2 separate regions of the Sus scrofa genome follow, and region 2 is linked to region 1. A link is a contact called in public Hi-C data. All regions are on one chromosome and are shown on one strand. The core of a region is the stretch at or near the end of the contact, and the rest is flanking DNA. Distances in the headings are between cores, read along the strand shown. Region 1 overlaps EHBP1 (EH domain-binding protein 1). Region 2 has its middle 57 kb from the start of TMEM17.

What was found. A called contact is a pair of places that touch in the nucleus more often than the background predicts.
Region 2: a Hi-C map of liver shows a contact between it and region 1, with 1.5 times the contacts expected there. A contact is called at or near these places in 9 of 47 Hi-C or Micro-C datasets (embryonic fibroblasts, fibroblasts, heart right ventricle and 4 more).

The regions. Positions count from the first base shown.
Region 1 is chr3:79,184,819-79,191,783 of Sscrofa11.1, forward strand. EHBP1 (EH domain-binding protein 1) reads right to left here. Exons shown (of 25, transcript XM_021087470.1): 4 at 1,155-1,250. Among named protein-coding and RNA genes, the nearest start is that of EHBP1, 74 kb to the right of the region's middle.
Region 2 is chr3:79,355,771-79,362,735 of Sscrofa11.1, forward strand. No RefSeq gene overlaps it. Among named protein-coding and RNA genes, the nearest start is that of TMEM17, 57 kb to the right of the region's middle.

The sequences.
Region 1 (6,965 bases), core at 1,118-3,617:
AGTAGAGTGTATATACAATAAGCATAACCAAGTAATGTTATAATGCCAATAATAATAATAATGCCAAAACTACAAAATACACATAAAGTGTTAGGGATCTTTCATAAACTAGAATATTTATGAAATACAGAGCATTTAAAATTAGGGTCCCATCTGTGGGTTAGTACATTAACATTTATCATATTGTTTTGTTCTACTGATCCCTGCTGTAGTTCCAGAACAAATGAATATACTGGATTACAAAATCAAAACCACCTTTTTACTTTTGAAACACACTTTTTCATACTCTAAGCCATATAACTTGCCCACTTAGATTTCATATCCTAAAATATTTGGTGGATTTTTAGTGGGTTTTCAGAAAACCTTAGTTAAGTTAATTAAGGCAGCTTAATGAGATGTCTTTCTTCATTCTATCCTTCTGCACAACTAACTCTGACACAATTGGAATGATTCAAAGAAGAAATAACACATTTGTTTCCTAATCTCACCACTTGCAAGAAGGCTGAAACTGAGACATACTTGTCCTCATCTTTTTTTTTTTTAGCAAATAAGGAGTTAGGAAAGTAAATATTTAGTTCTTAACTGTCATGTGTAAGGACTATTTTATTATGTTTCAAGAAATACGAAAGACATTCAAGAAAAAACATACATATGAAAGAGTCAGGTATAGGCACACTATGTTTTTGGATTTGCACTTGGAATTTATTACCAGAATTTTGATTTTAAGCTACAGTATTTATAAAATATTAATATCAGTAAATATTTATCAAATATAACCTTTAAACTTATATTAACATCAATAAAACATTTATCATATGGTAATTTAAAAACATATTATTAGTCAAACAAGGCTAACAAAATGAAACTCAGGACTAAGAATTCCACAAACCTCAGCTTTCCACAGAAAAAGTACTTTACTCCATTTGAGCTTAACTAGAATAAATTCAAAAAGACTCCCAAATTTATTCAGACTTTATTGACCAAGAAACACCCTGATATCCTTGCATTGTTATAAATTGCTGTATCTCTAAAAATAGTGCATATTAGTGTACCAGATTGGACCCAAATGTACAGGACAACAGATACGGAAATATTCCATCATCTAGAACCATGATTATACAATAATTTCTGTTACTTATAAAAATGGAACTTACCTTGAAAAGTGTCACAGTGATTTCAATGTTTTCAGGAACAGGCCATACCACAACACCACGGTATGGATTTTTTATTCCAGGCTGCCAGCTGTGAGCCTACCAGAATGAAAATAATGGCTTCAATCTAAAGAACAGGAAATGCAATGTTGATAATTTACAAAAATACATTGACCCTATTTAATGATCCAAAAGATCCATCTCCCTAAAACAAAAATGATTAGTCAAATAAAACTTTTCAAGCATTAAACTTAGGCCGTGGACAGTACTATATCACATGGTAGCTACAGATTACTAACTGTAAACAAACCTTTATCCCCTCTCTCTCTCTCTCTCTCTCACACACACACACACACCCACACACCCACACACACACACACACACACACACACACACACACGGAGGCAAAAATGATGTGCCTTTTTTTTTTTCTTTTTAGGACTGTATCTGTGGCATATGGAAGGTCCCATGCTAGGAGTCCACAACTGCTGCCTATGCCACAACAATGCCAGATCCAAGCTGTGTCTGCAACCCACACTGCAGCTCACAGCAACGCCGGATCCTTGACCCACTAAGCAAGGCCAGGGATCAAACCCACGTCCTCACAGATACTAGTCAAGTTCTTAACCCACTGAGACACAACAGGAACTCTTGAATAAAAATCTTATTAGGATATTTTTTTAATCAGTCTCTGATCTAGAACTCAAAGGCAAATTCATTCTTTAAAAGAAGAAACTGATCAAAATGGCAGAGGTGTGAGATGTTATGCTCATCTTCTCCCACAAACACATTAAAAAAAACCCACATCTACATGTAGAACAATTCACACAGAACATCTACTGAAAACTGGCAGAAGAACTTAAACCTCCTAAAAGGGCAGGAAATCCTCCACATAACTGGGTAGAACAAAAGAAAAAAAAGAGAGAGAGAGAGAGAGAAAAGAAATCAGGATAAGACTAGCACTCCTGAGAGGGAGCTATGAAAGAGAAAAGGAACCTGCACCCTGGGAAGCCACCTAACCGAAGCAGAGATCAGCCAAGTTGGAGGGACCTCAAAGTTGCTGAGAAAGGAAAGCAGCTGGACTGAGGAGGGCAAAGCAGAGTGAGAGCAGATCATCTGCACCACTGCCCCGGACACCACAGCCTGAGATGCTCAGGCAGGGACTGGGCACTGAGACTCAGGCTCCAGAGGTCAGTTCTGGGGAGAGCACTAGGATTGGCTGTGTGGAGACAGATGGGCTGAGGGGCTAAGGAGAAGTGTGCCATGGGCTGGGGAGCAGAACGCTACAGCCGAAAGAACCTGGGAAGAGGTCTGGGCCCATAGGAGAAACAAGGCACTGTTGTTGGGGAGGGCAAGAAGAGGAGGGGCAGACTGCCATAGGAATCTCTTTCCCTGAGCACACATAGGCTCTCAGATGGTGGGGCACCTCTGGTGCAGGCTACTGGTGGTGAGAGGCCACTTGCTCAGGCTTCAGGAGACTAGATACCTTTTGTGTGGGCTATGGGTGGCCAGGCACCTCTTGTGTGTGTTGAAGACAGCAAGGGGCTAAGCATGACATGGCACCTCTTGCATGATCTGCAGGTGATGGGAACAAACCAGAGCAGTCATCTCAAAAACCAGAAGGGGAAGGGGATGTGGCCCATCACCACTAGGGGTCTGTGAATAGGCTCCACCTGTGGCCTCAGTTAACTCAGAGGTCGGCAAAAACAGGGCACTGCAACTGAGCACCACCCGTTGATGCTCTCACTCCCCTGGGAACAGACCTGCCCCACTGCTGCCAGTGCCAAACACTCTGTGCAACACCCACACATGCTTGATCACTCTCACTTGCCAGGACCCTGCAACTAGGAGCAGCCTGTGCAGCAGCTCCTGTGTGGGCTAAGAGGGACAGGGTGCTTCTTGTGTGGTACACAGGTGGCAGGGGGAAACCACCACAGTTACTCTGACTCCAGAGGTGGGCATGGCCCACCACCAATAAGGGTCCATGAACAGGTACCACTTACAGCCCCAATCACCTCAGAGAGCACCACAGAGGAGAGCACTTTAACCAAACACCAGCTGTTGTTACTCTCTGCCATGCCACTGCCAAATATTCTGGACACGGCCTAAGTCTGCCTGAGGCTCATTACTACTTCCCAGGGCCCTGCAACTAGGAGTATCCTACACCACCTTCCTGCAGGTCTGTGCTACTGTCAAGAGCCCAGCAACCAGGCACTGACTACTAGCCCTAACTACTGCCTCCTTGCCCTACTACTATCTCCTTCTCCCTGGGAAACACACTCAGCACCTATCAAGAGGATAACAGCCTGCTCATACTGAAGAAAGAGGTAGCAAATATCCAAACTCCCAGCCAAAAATATACAGTAAACCCCACAAAACACAAATGGGCGTGTTTACAAAGAAACAGCCCTCCAAGACTACAGTAGTTGGTTTCCCTAAACTCACAGAAAAAAAAAAAAAAAAAAAAAAAAAAAGTATAAGCGAAATGAAGAAGCTCAGGAACCATTTCCAGTTAAAAGAACAGGAGAATTCACCTGAAGCAGCAAACAGTGAAAGAGACCTCCGCAGTCTAATAGACACTGAGTTCAAAAGGGAGACAGTAAAAATACTGAAGGAATTAAGGGTGACTATGAAGGAATTAAGAGTAGATATAGGAGTTCACGTCATGGCACAGTGGTTAATGAATCCGACTAGGAACAATGGGGTTGTGAGTTCGATCTCTGGCCTTGTTCAGTGGGTTAAGGATCCGGCATTGCCATGAGCTGTGGTGTAGGTTGCAGACGCAGCTCGGATCCCACATTGCTGTGGCTCTAAAGGAACTAGAAAATATAAGGAGGAAGCAAGAAAAATTAGAAAATTCATTGTCAAGTTAGTGCAAACTGAGTTAAAGGAACTAAAGAACAGAATGAATAATGCAGAGGAATGAATTAGTGACTTAGAAGATAGAATGGGGAACTCAACCACTCAGGACAGCAGACGGAAAACCAAAGGAAAAAACATGAAAGCAATATAAGAGATTTATAGGATAATATAGAGTGGGCCAATCTACACATAATAGGGACTCCAGAAGGAGAAGAAAAAGAAAAGAGGATTGAAAATATATTGGAATAAATTATGGCTAAAAACGTTCCAAATCTAAAGAAAACAGATATCAAGATACAGGAAGCACAGAGGGCCCCAAACAAGATGAACCCAAATAGGCCCACACCAAGACATATTATAATAAAAATATGAAAAGTTAAAGAAAGGATTCTAAAGGCAGCAAGAGAAACACAAAGCATTAATTATAAGGGAACACCCATAAGACTATCAGCTGATTTCTCTACAGAAACACTACAGGCCAGAAGAGGGTGGGGCAAGATATATTCAAAGTTCTAAAAGGGAAAATTTGCAGCCTAGAATACTCTACCCAGGAAGAATACCATTTAAAATACAAGGAGAAATTAAGAATTTTGCCAACAGACAAACAAACAAAAAAAAGAGTACAGCAATACTAAACCTGTTCTAAAAGAAATACTGAAAGAGCTTATCTAAATAAAAAAGAAGTATGAAGAAATAGGATGGAGGAAATCACAATTGGAAAGCAATCACTTAAATAAGCCAGTATACAGATTGAAAAGGAAAAAGAAAAAAAAAATTGTGAGAGTGACAATAAATACAAGGAACAGCAAAAGGACAAACAAGAAGATGTTAAAAAAAAAGACTTCAAAATCATAGAAAGGGGGGTAGGAAAGTAAGGAAATCTAGACTCTTTTTTAAAACACTGTATTTCAGCCTATATGACTATCAGGCTAAAGCAAGCAGATATTGGAATGGGTTAACATACTTGAAAAACAGGGCAACCACAAATCAAAACCAAACATTACATTCACAAAAACTAAAAAGAAAAGGACACAAGAGTAAAATAAAAGAAAATCATCCAACTAAAGAAAGAAAAGAACAAAGGAGAAATATAGAATCAACTGGAAAACAAGGTTTAAAATAGAAAACACATGTTTATCAATAATTACCTTAAATGTCAATGGACTGAGTGCTTCAATCAGAAGACACAGAGTAGCAGACTGGATAAAAAAGCAAGAGCCTACAATATGCTGTCTATGAGAGACTCACCCTGGGGCAAAGGACACATAGAAATTGAAAGTGAGGGGATGGGAAATGATATTTCATGTCAATAGACAAGACAGGAAAGCAGGAGTTACAATACTCCTATCAGACAAAATAGACTTTAAAATGAAAGCCATAAAGAAAAACAAAGAAGGACACTATTTAATGATAAAAGGATCCACTCAAGAAGAGGATATTACAGTCATCAATATATATGTCTCTAGTATAGGAGCACTCAGATACATACAACAAACACTGGAGTTCCATCATGGCTCAGTGGTTAATGAACCCAACTAATATCCGTGAGGATGCAGGTTTGACCCCTGGCCTCGCTCAGTGGGTTAAGGATCCGGCATTGCTGTGAGCTGTGGTGTAGGCTGGCAGATACAGTTCTGAATGGACTCCTACCTAGGAACCTCCATATACTGTGAGCATGGCCCTTAAAAAAAAAAAAAAAAAAAAAAAAAAAAAAACTAACAGACACAAAAGGAGAAACTGATGGGAATACAGTAACAGTAGAAGACTTTAACACCCCACTCACATCAATGGACAGATCCTCTGGACAGAAAATCAATAAGGCAACAGAGATCTAAATGACACAATAGAAAAGTTAGACTTAATTGACATTTTCAGGACAGTACATCCAAAAAAATCAGAATATACATTCTTTTCAAGTGTACATGGAACATTCTCAAGCACTGACCACATACTGGGGTACAAAACTAACCTCAACAAATTTAAGAGTATAGAAATTATTTCAAGTATATTCTCTTACCACAGTGGAACAAAACTAGAAATCAACCATGGGAAAAGAAACTGACTAGGCAGAGACTAAACAACATGCTACTAAAAAACCAATGGGTCAATGAGGAAATTAAAAAGGAAATTAAAAAATACCTTGAGACAAATGATAATGAAGACAACCATTCAAAATCTATGGGATGCCACAAAAGCAGCACTTAGAGGCAAGTTCATAGCGACACAGAACTTCCTCAAAAAAGAAAAACCTCAAATCAACAACTTAACACACCATCTAAATGTACCAGAAAAAGAAGAACAAACAAAACCTAGAGTCAGCAGAAGGAAGGAAATCATAAAGATCAGAGAGGAAATAAATAAAATAGATTCAAAAAATAATAGAAAAAAAAATCAATAAAACCAAGAGCTGGTTCTTTGAAAGGGTAAACAAAATTGACAAACCTTTGGGCAGATTCACCAAGAAAAGGAGAGGGAAAAAACCCCCAAATAAACAAAATAATAAATGTAAAAGGAGAAATCTCAACGGATACTACAGAAATACAAAAAACCATAAGAGAATACTATGAACAATTACATGCCAACAAATTTGACAACCTCGAAGAAATGGACAATTTTGGTCTGCCAAAACTGAAGCAAGAAGAAACAGATCAACTGAACAGACCGATCACTAGAAATGAAATTGAATATATAATAAAAACACCCCCTACAAACAAAAGTCCAGGACCAGATGGTCTCACAGGCGAATTCTGCCAAACATACAAAGAAGAACTTTTACTATCCTTCTTAAACTTTTCCAAAAGGTTGAAGAAGGAACACACCCAAAGATATTCTATGAAGCTACCATCACCATAATACCAAAACTAGACAAAGATACTACCAAAAAAGAAAACTATACGCCAATATCTTTGATGAATATAGACTCAAAAAATTCTCAACAAAATTTTAGCCAAC
Region 2 (6,965 bases), core at 1,646-4,145, 170 kb after region 1:
GGCCTACGCCAGAGCCACAGCAACACGGGATCCGAGCCGTGTCTGGGACCTACACCACAGCTCACGGCAACGCTGGATCGTTAACCCACTGAGCAAGGGCAGGGACCGAACCCGCAACCTCATGGTTCCTAGTCGGATTCGTTAACCACTGCGCCACAACGGGAACTCCGGAATTTGACACATTCTTACATGATCTCACATGTAGGCTAGAGTTGATTGGCTTAGGGAAAGCCATTATCTAAGTTGGATCCAGGACTCTCTTTTCTGGGATACTTGGATATCTGACAAAAAAAAACCACTCACCAAAAAAAAACCAATCAGCAGTAGCAAACCCTTTTTTTTTTTTTTTGTCTTTTTAGGGCTGTATCTGAAGCATATGGAGGTTCCCAGGCTAAGGGTCAAATCGGAGCTGTAGCTGCCGGCCTACACCACAGCCACAGCAATGCCGGATCCAAGCATTTGTAGGCATCTGTGACCTACACCACACCTCATGCAATACTGGATCCTTAACCTAATGATCGAGGCCAAGGATCAAACCTGCAACCTCATGGATACTGCTCTGCCTTCTACCACTGCAATCCAAAGCCCTCAGATTTGTTTCCCCTGAGCCACTCTGGGAACTCCAGTGGTAAACTCTTAAGATGCAAATTCCTCCCCTTCTGCCACCCAAGTTTTGTTAGGGTCACGTTTACCTGCATTATTCTTTCCTCAAGATGTGTTATCTCTTAGAAGGTTCCTCAGAAACTTCTTTCCCCATATAAGAATAGATACCCAATCCAACCTGTTCATCAGACACATCTAAATTTCAGCTTTCCTAGCTTTAGGTTAAAGCTAGGAAATCTCTTCCCACTACATTCATTTTCTCATATCCATACACTTCTTCAAAAAATACTTAACCAAAACAATTTGGTTTTTCTCTCAGCCCCTTCCAGAGATTTGACATACATCAAGGCAAAGGTGACAGAAGGGGGCCTTTGATAATGTAACTTAAGCATATACTCAAGGGGATATGCTAAAAGGAGGCTAATCTGAGCACTGTGAGAAGTAAAACTGCTTTGCCTTCTACCACTGCAATCCAAGCCCTTTCCTCCTGCACGCCCTCAAGTCCTATACCTCCCGCGTGGAACAGGATCCCACTGAAGAGACAGAACTCCAGAAGAAAGGAGATTAGTCAGGGGAAAGTGGGAGTTCAGAGCTCTCATTTTCTATAATTCTGATGATTTAGGAGATAGCATATTTTGCCCCCAAAGGAAGTAAGTTTTAAGATTAAAATGCAAATTTTACCAAGGATAAAAAAAAAAAAATTTCCTCAGGAAACTCTTAGTGGAATAGAAAAGGTATTGACTTTGGACTCAAAGAGTTTTTGAGATCTATATTCAAGTGCTGTGACTTGGGCAAGTTATTTGATCTCTTTTGCCTCTGTTTCTTCATATGAGAAATGGAGGCATACGGATTAAAAAGACACAGTTGTGGGGTTTTTGTTGCTGTTGTTGTTGTTGTTGCTGTTTTTTGTTTTTGTTTTTTAGGGCCGCACCTGAAGCATATGGAAGTTTCTGGGCTAGGAGTTGAATAGATGCTGCATCCGCTGGCATACACCACAGCCACAGCAACACGGGACCAGAGCCTCATCTGTGACCTACACTACAACTTGCAGCAATGCCAGATCCTTAACCCACTGAGCGAGGCTGGGGATCAAACCTGATTCCTCATGGATACTAGCTGGGTTCACTACTGCTGAGCCACAACGGGAACTCCAAGACATAGTTTAAAAGGTGCCTGGCATGTGGCTAAGCTCTATAAACGTACATTCTTCCCTGTGTTCCTCATCTGCTGCTACGATACTAGAGCTTGTTCTGTACAGTAAATATTCCCAAGAGGATTAAAGACGGGGAAACATCAATAAAGACAAAAAGTGCTCTACTAGAAGCCTGGGGGTATCTGTGAGAAAGGGACTCCTTACAGATTTATATTTGTATTTTTAATTTCTATATGCATATATTTACTTATTATTTATATATAGTTTTTTATCTATCTATCTATATATATATATAGTGTTTTTAGGGGTGCACCCATGGCACAAGGAGGTTCCTAGGATAGAGGTCTAATTGGAGCTGTAGCTGCCGGCCTCTGCCACGGCCACAGCAACTTGGAATCCAAGTGGCATCTGTGACCTACACCACAGCTGATGGCAATGCTGGATCCTTAATCCACTGAGCAAGGCCAGGGATTGAACCCACATCCTCACAGATACTAGTCAGGTTCATTAACCACTGAGTCACAATGGGAATTCCTCAGATTTATATTTAAAAAGGGAAAAGGGATTGAGTAGCCCCATGTTTGTCAGGCATGGAGGAGGGAGGTTTAACTTGAAGGTTTTTTTTTTTCAGCATGTTTATTTTAACCATTAACCCCTAGCCCCAATGTATTTGAAATACAATACACACATAATACCAATCCTAGTTTGATAACACTTTTTGAGTTCTTGATCCCTTTGATACTTTTCCCAAAAAATGCCTGTGTGTATTTGTATTCACGCAATTACACTTTGAGGGAGTCGCTTCATCCCCTGAGGCAATAAACTCTGACCCACAAAAGCACTCTGACTTCGGTGAAGTCCTTCCCCTCCTCTGGATCCACCACCTGCTGCCAAGTAAACACTAAGGAGAGGCCCTGGGCTCGGGGAAGGCTGGACATTAGCAGGACACCTGGGATTGGAGTTGGCTGTGGGGATGGGGTGGAGGTGTCAGGGAAAGGCACTCTCCTGCTGTTCCAGAAGAGTGGGTGGCTGCTCCTGTGAGTAAGAAGCCCCAAACAGGTGGACTCCCTCACGAGATGTAGGCAGTGCCTCCCAGCACATGTGTCCAGGCGGACCTTGGGGAGGGGAGAGAGAGGGCAGAATGAACTGAAGGAAGAATCCCGCACTCTTAGGAAAACTGCCAGAGGAGAGCGACTGTGCCTCCCAGGGGTGGGGACAAGAATTTTCACTAGAATCTGGATAATTTTCTCACTTCTTAGTGAGAAGCATGCCTTCCCTTCTTTTCTGACCACAAAGACGTCTTTGCTCTCAGCTGTTTGCAGCCCACCCCCCTCTTACTAAATGGCTTGTTGGCTTAAAGATTGCAGCACAAATGGCAAATACTCCATTTTTTTTTTTTTTTCATTTTTGAATCTAACTGAACCTACAATATGGACCTAACTAGCCCTTGTTCCGACCAACCCAGCTACTGACAAATGGTACATAGTCCCTTCAAATAAATAGGCTTTTAAACTACCTTGGTCATTTAACTATCAATCACCCAACCACTCTACAGATATTTAAAAAGCATCTCTGCCTTTCCCCAAGCCAATCTGTTTTTCCTCTGCCAGCTTTTTTTTTTTTTTTTTTTTTCAAACAAGGTGAAAATCCAGGTTCTTTGCTTGAAAACCCTCAGTGGTTTCCCACCATCTACAGGATGAAGACAAGTCTTGCCACAAGAGCCTCCTGACTATCCTTGCAGCTCTTAAATTTGGAGCAGAGACAAAGTGAAACTCCAAAGTAGAGCCGAGTGTTTTATGCAGCTGCAGGAGTACCGATTCTTGTCCTCAGATTCCACTTGAGAATAATCAGAGTATAAAGTATAAATAGTAAATCAAATCCTTCCCTCCTCAGCCCTGTAGAGTTTCTAACAAGGAAATGTGAGCTGCTCAGAGTAAAGGATTCAGAGTTTGTCTCTTTCTGTGTAATCTATTCCTATCTCTTTTGAAAAATGAGCCCGGGAAGCTTTGGGGAAAAGTTAACTGGAAGTAGAAAAACAGGACCAAAGCAAAAAGGAAATGTAAATATTCTAGGTTTAAAGGTCAGTGTCATTGCTGGGTTCATGCTGCAAAGTTTAATCTGGATTTGCTGGTAGCCAGGGTAAGAAGGAAAGTACATTATTTGAATTTTTTTGATAGAAAAGAAGAAATGGGAGTTCTCATCATGGATCAGCAGTAATGAACCCGACTAGTATCCACGAGGACTCGGGTTTAATCCCTTGCCTTGCTCAGTGGGCTGAGGATCCCAGGTTGCCTTGAGCTCCAGCCTAGGTCACAGATGCGGCTTGGATCTGGCATTGCTGCAGCTGTGGTGTAGGCTGGCAGCTCCAGCTCCAATTCCAGTTCCCCTAGCCTGGGAACTTCCATATGCTGGAGGTGCAGCCCTAAAAAGACAAAAAAGAAAAGAAGAAATGTACCAGGTCTTAAAAGAAGCAAATTATTTTATGTTGCTGTTTTTATCAATGTCTTCATTGCATTTTTAATTAAAAATTAATGCATGTCTTTTGTAAACAATTCAAATAACACAAACGTTTATACTATATATATGCGTGTGTGTGTGTGTACGTATTTATATATACCCCCTCACCTCCATTACCCTTCTCAAGAAGTAAACCCGAATGCCTGTGACTAACCATTTATTTCTTGAGTTTTTGTTTGTGTGTTTGCTTTGTCTTTATAATCAGAAGCACTTACAGAGCTTTTATAGAATGTAGGGGCCATTAATCTGCTTACTTTAAAAATATATATGTAGCATGTTAACTATGTTCTTGTTTTGTTTTGTTTTGTTTTTTGCTTTTTAGGGCCACACCCATGGCATATGGAAGTTCCCAGGATAGGGGCTGAATCAGAGCTGCAGCTGCTGGCCACAGCCACAGCTGCAGCAACACCAGATCTGAGCCGTGTCTGCAACCCACACCACAGCTCATGGCAACACTGGATCCTGACCCAGTGAGCGAGGCCAGGGATCAAACCCGCATCCTCATGGATACTAGTCAGATTCATTTCTGCTGTGCCACAATGGGAACTCCCTTAACTATGTTCTTTGTAATTTGCATTTTCACTTTACAGGGTATCAGGGACACCCTTCCAAATCTATCTACTTATCTATCTATACACCTCTTTCATTTTCAGGACAATAATATTCTTCTTTGCTTAAAAACCTTCAGTGGATTCCCACAATCTACAGGATGAAGACAAGTCTTCATATATGAAGATATGTTACCTCTATGAAGGTAAGTAACATACTTAACTATTCCCCTATTTAAGTTGTTTCTGATTTTATAGTCTTAAGAATAATGAGCATCCTTGTACTTACACTTTTGTGCAGATATATGAGCATTTCCGTAGGAAAAATTTCTAGAAGTGGAACTGATGGAACACATTATATATTTAAAATTTTGATGAATTGTCCTTAAAATGACTGCACTAACCTATACTCTCAGCAACAGTGGTTGAGAGTGCCCACTTCCCTGTTCCCTTGCCAATATTAGATAGAATTGATATTTGTCACTTTCCGGCATGAACTCCTAAATGGAATTTCTTCTGGCAAGGTCAGTGTAATTTAATCAAGAAGGGAGACCAATGAGACGGTCTCCTTTCTCTTGTTCTAGGGTTTTGGTTTTCAGGCTGTGCCCCATGGAGCCCCAAGAATTCTAAGAGATGGGCGTGTGGGCGGCACAAAAGAAAAAGACTTCCATCCTCTTAACCAGGGCAACTGATTTTTTTTTTCTGTTTTATATGTTGCAATAAAATTTTATTTGAAGATAAGATTCTGTAGTTCAAAACAAGTTTGCAAACCAAAAGTCTGGGCTTTGTTTTTATTGAACCATTAGTAATTTGAAGAAGAATTGAAAATTGGAAGAAGAAGGGATGTTAAAATAGTGACTGTTCAGCTGTAGCCAAAATATTGCCATTTATACATCATGGGTGTGTGTCTGTGTGTCATGTCTCCTTGTGCATACTGGCCTTGCCCGATAATGCCCAATTGCTATCTTACAACCAATCCTAAAACACCATTTCTTCTAAAAATTTGGATTAAAATTTCCCTTTAGCTACCTAACCGCCTCCAAACATACACACCGCAATTATGTGGGTTGTCTCCCTTTTTGTTTGTGGAAACTAGATGTCAGCTGTGGCTTTTTCCCCCACCAAGAGCCAGGTAAAATTCCATGGCCTGTGGTCCTCTAAGATTTCTATGAGCACCTCTGACCCTTGGGTTCTCAGGTCTCCTCAGTCTCCTCCTCTCCAGGTGCTCTCTCTGGGACCCATCATATGAAACTTAGCTCCTTCTTTGGTAGTCACACACATACAGATAACAATAAACTACTCCACTGCACACAGCACTCCTGAGAAGAGTCACGCTTACTGCAGACAGCATGACGGGAAGGAAGATCAGAGAAAGAGGGGTTTCAGTCATAAGAATCCAAACAATTTCAAAATGACATAGTGAGCATCTTGTGGCCTTTCATGGCCCAACACCAGCCCCTCTTTTTCTCACTGACTCCTCCCTTCTCCCTTTCTATTCCTCATCTTCACCTACTTCCCCCCAAAGGGGATAAAACTAAGAATCTCAAAGTATTTTCTTCTGTGAACTATTGCAGTTCAGCTTTTTGTAGCTTTACCCTCAAACTCTCATGGCCAATCTCTTTCTAGTGCTCATCTTACTGAAGTACCCCATTTAGTAGAATCAACCCTCTCCAGGAGGCAGTTTTCTTTAAAAACAGCAATAGAAATTTTGCTGTTTTTCCCTCTACACCCCTCCTATTTCATCCTAACTGAAACATGTCATTGTATATATCTGGACCCTCCAACCAAATGTTAAGCAGCACATATGCAGGAGCTCTGCTTTTTTATAGCTTTTAAATGCCCAGTCTCTGGCATATGCCTCACAAGTGCATAATGAATAAGGCAACCACTAATTATATAATTAAGAGTAAATGATAAATGAATACAAGAAGACCCCTGGATATTTTGTAAGATGTGTAGATATCTCCTTGCAAAAGCCATAAAATTAGTAATTCAGTTAAAACATTTAGACATGTTTTCAACTTGTATTGATCTTTTAGGAGATCCATAGTGTAAGCTTATCCTACTCAAAATATCCACTACTTCACATTTCTTTTTTATGTTGGCCTTTACTCTTCTAAACTTTCTTTCCTACTTCTCCTTTG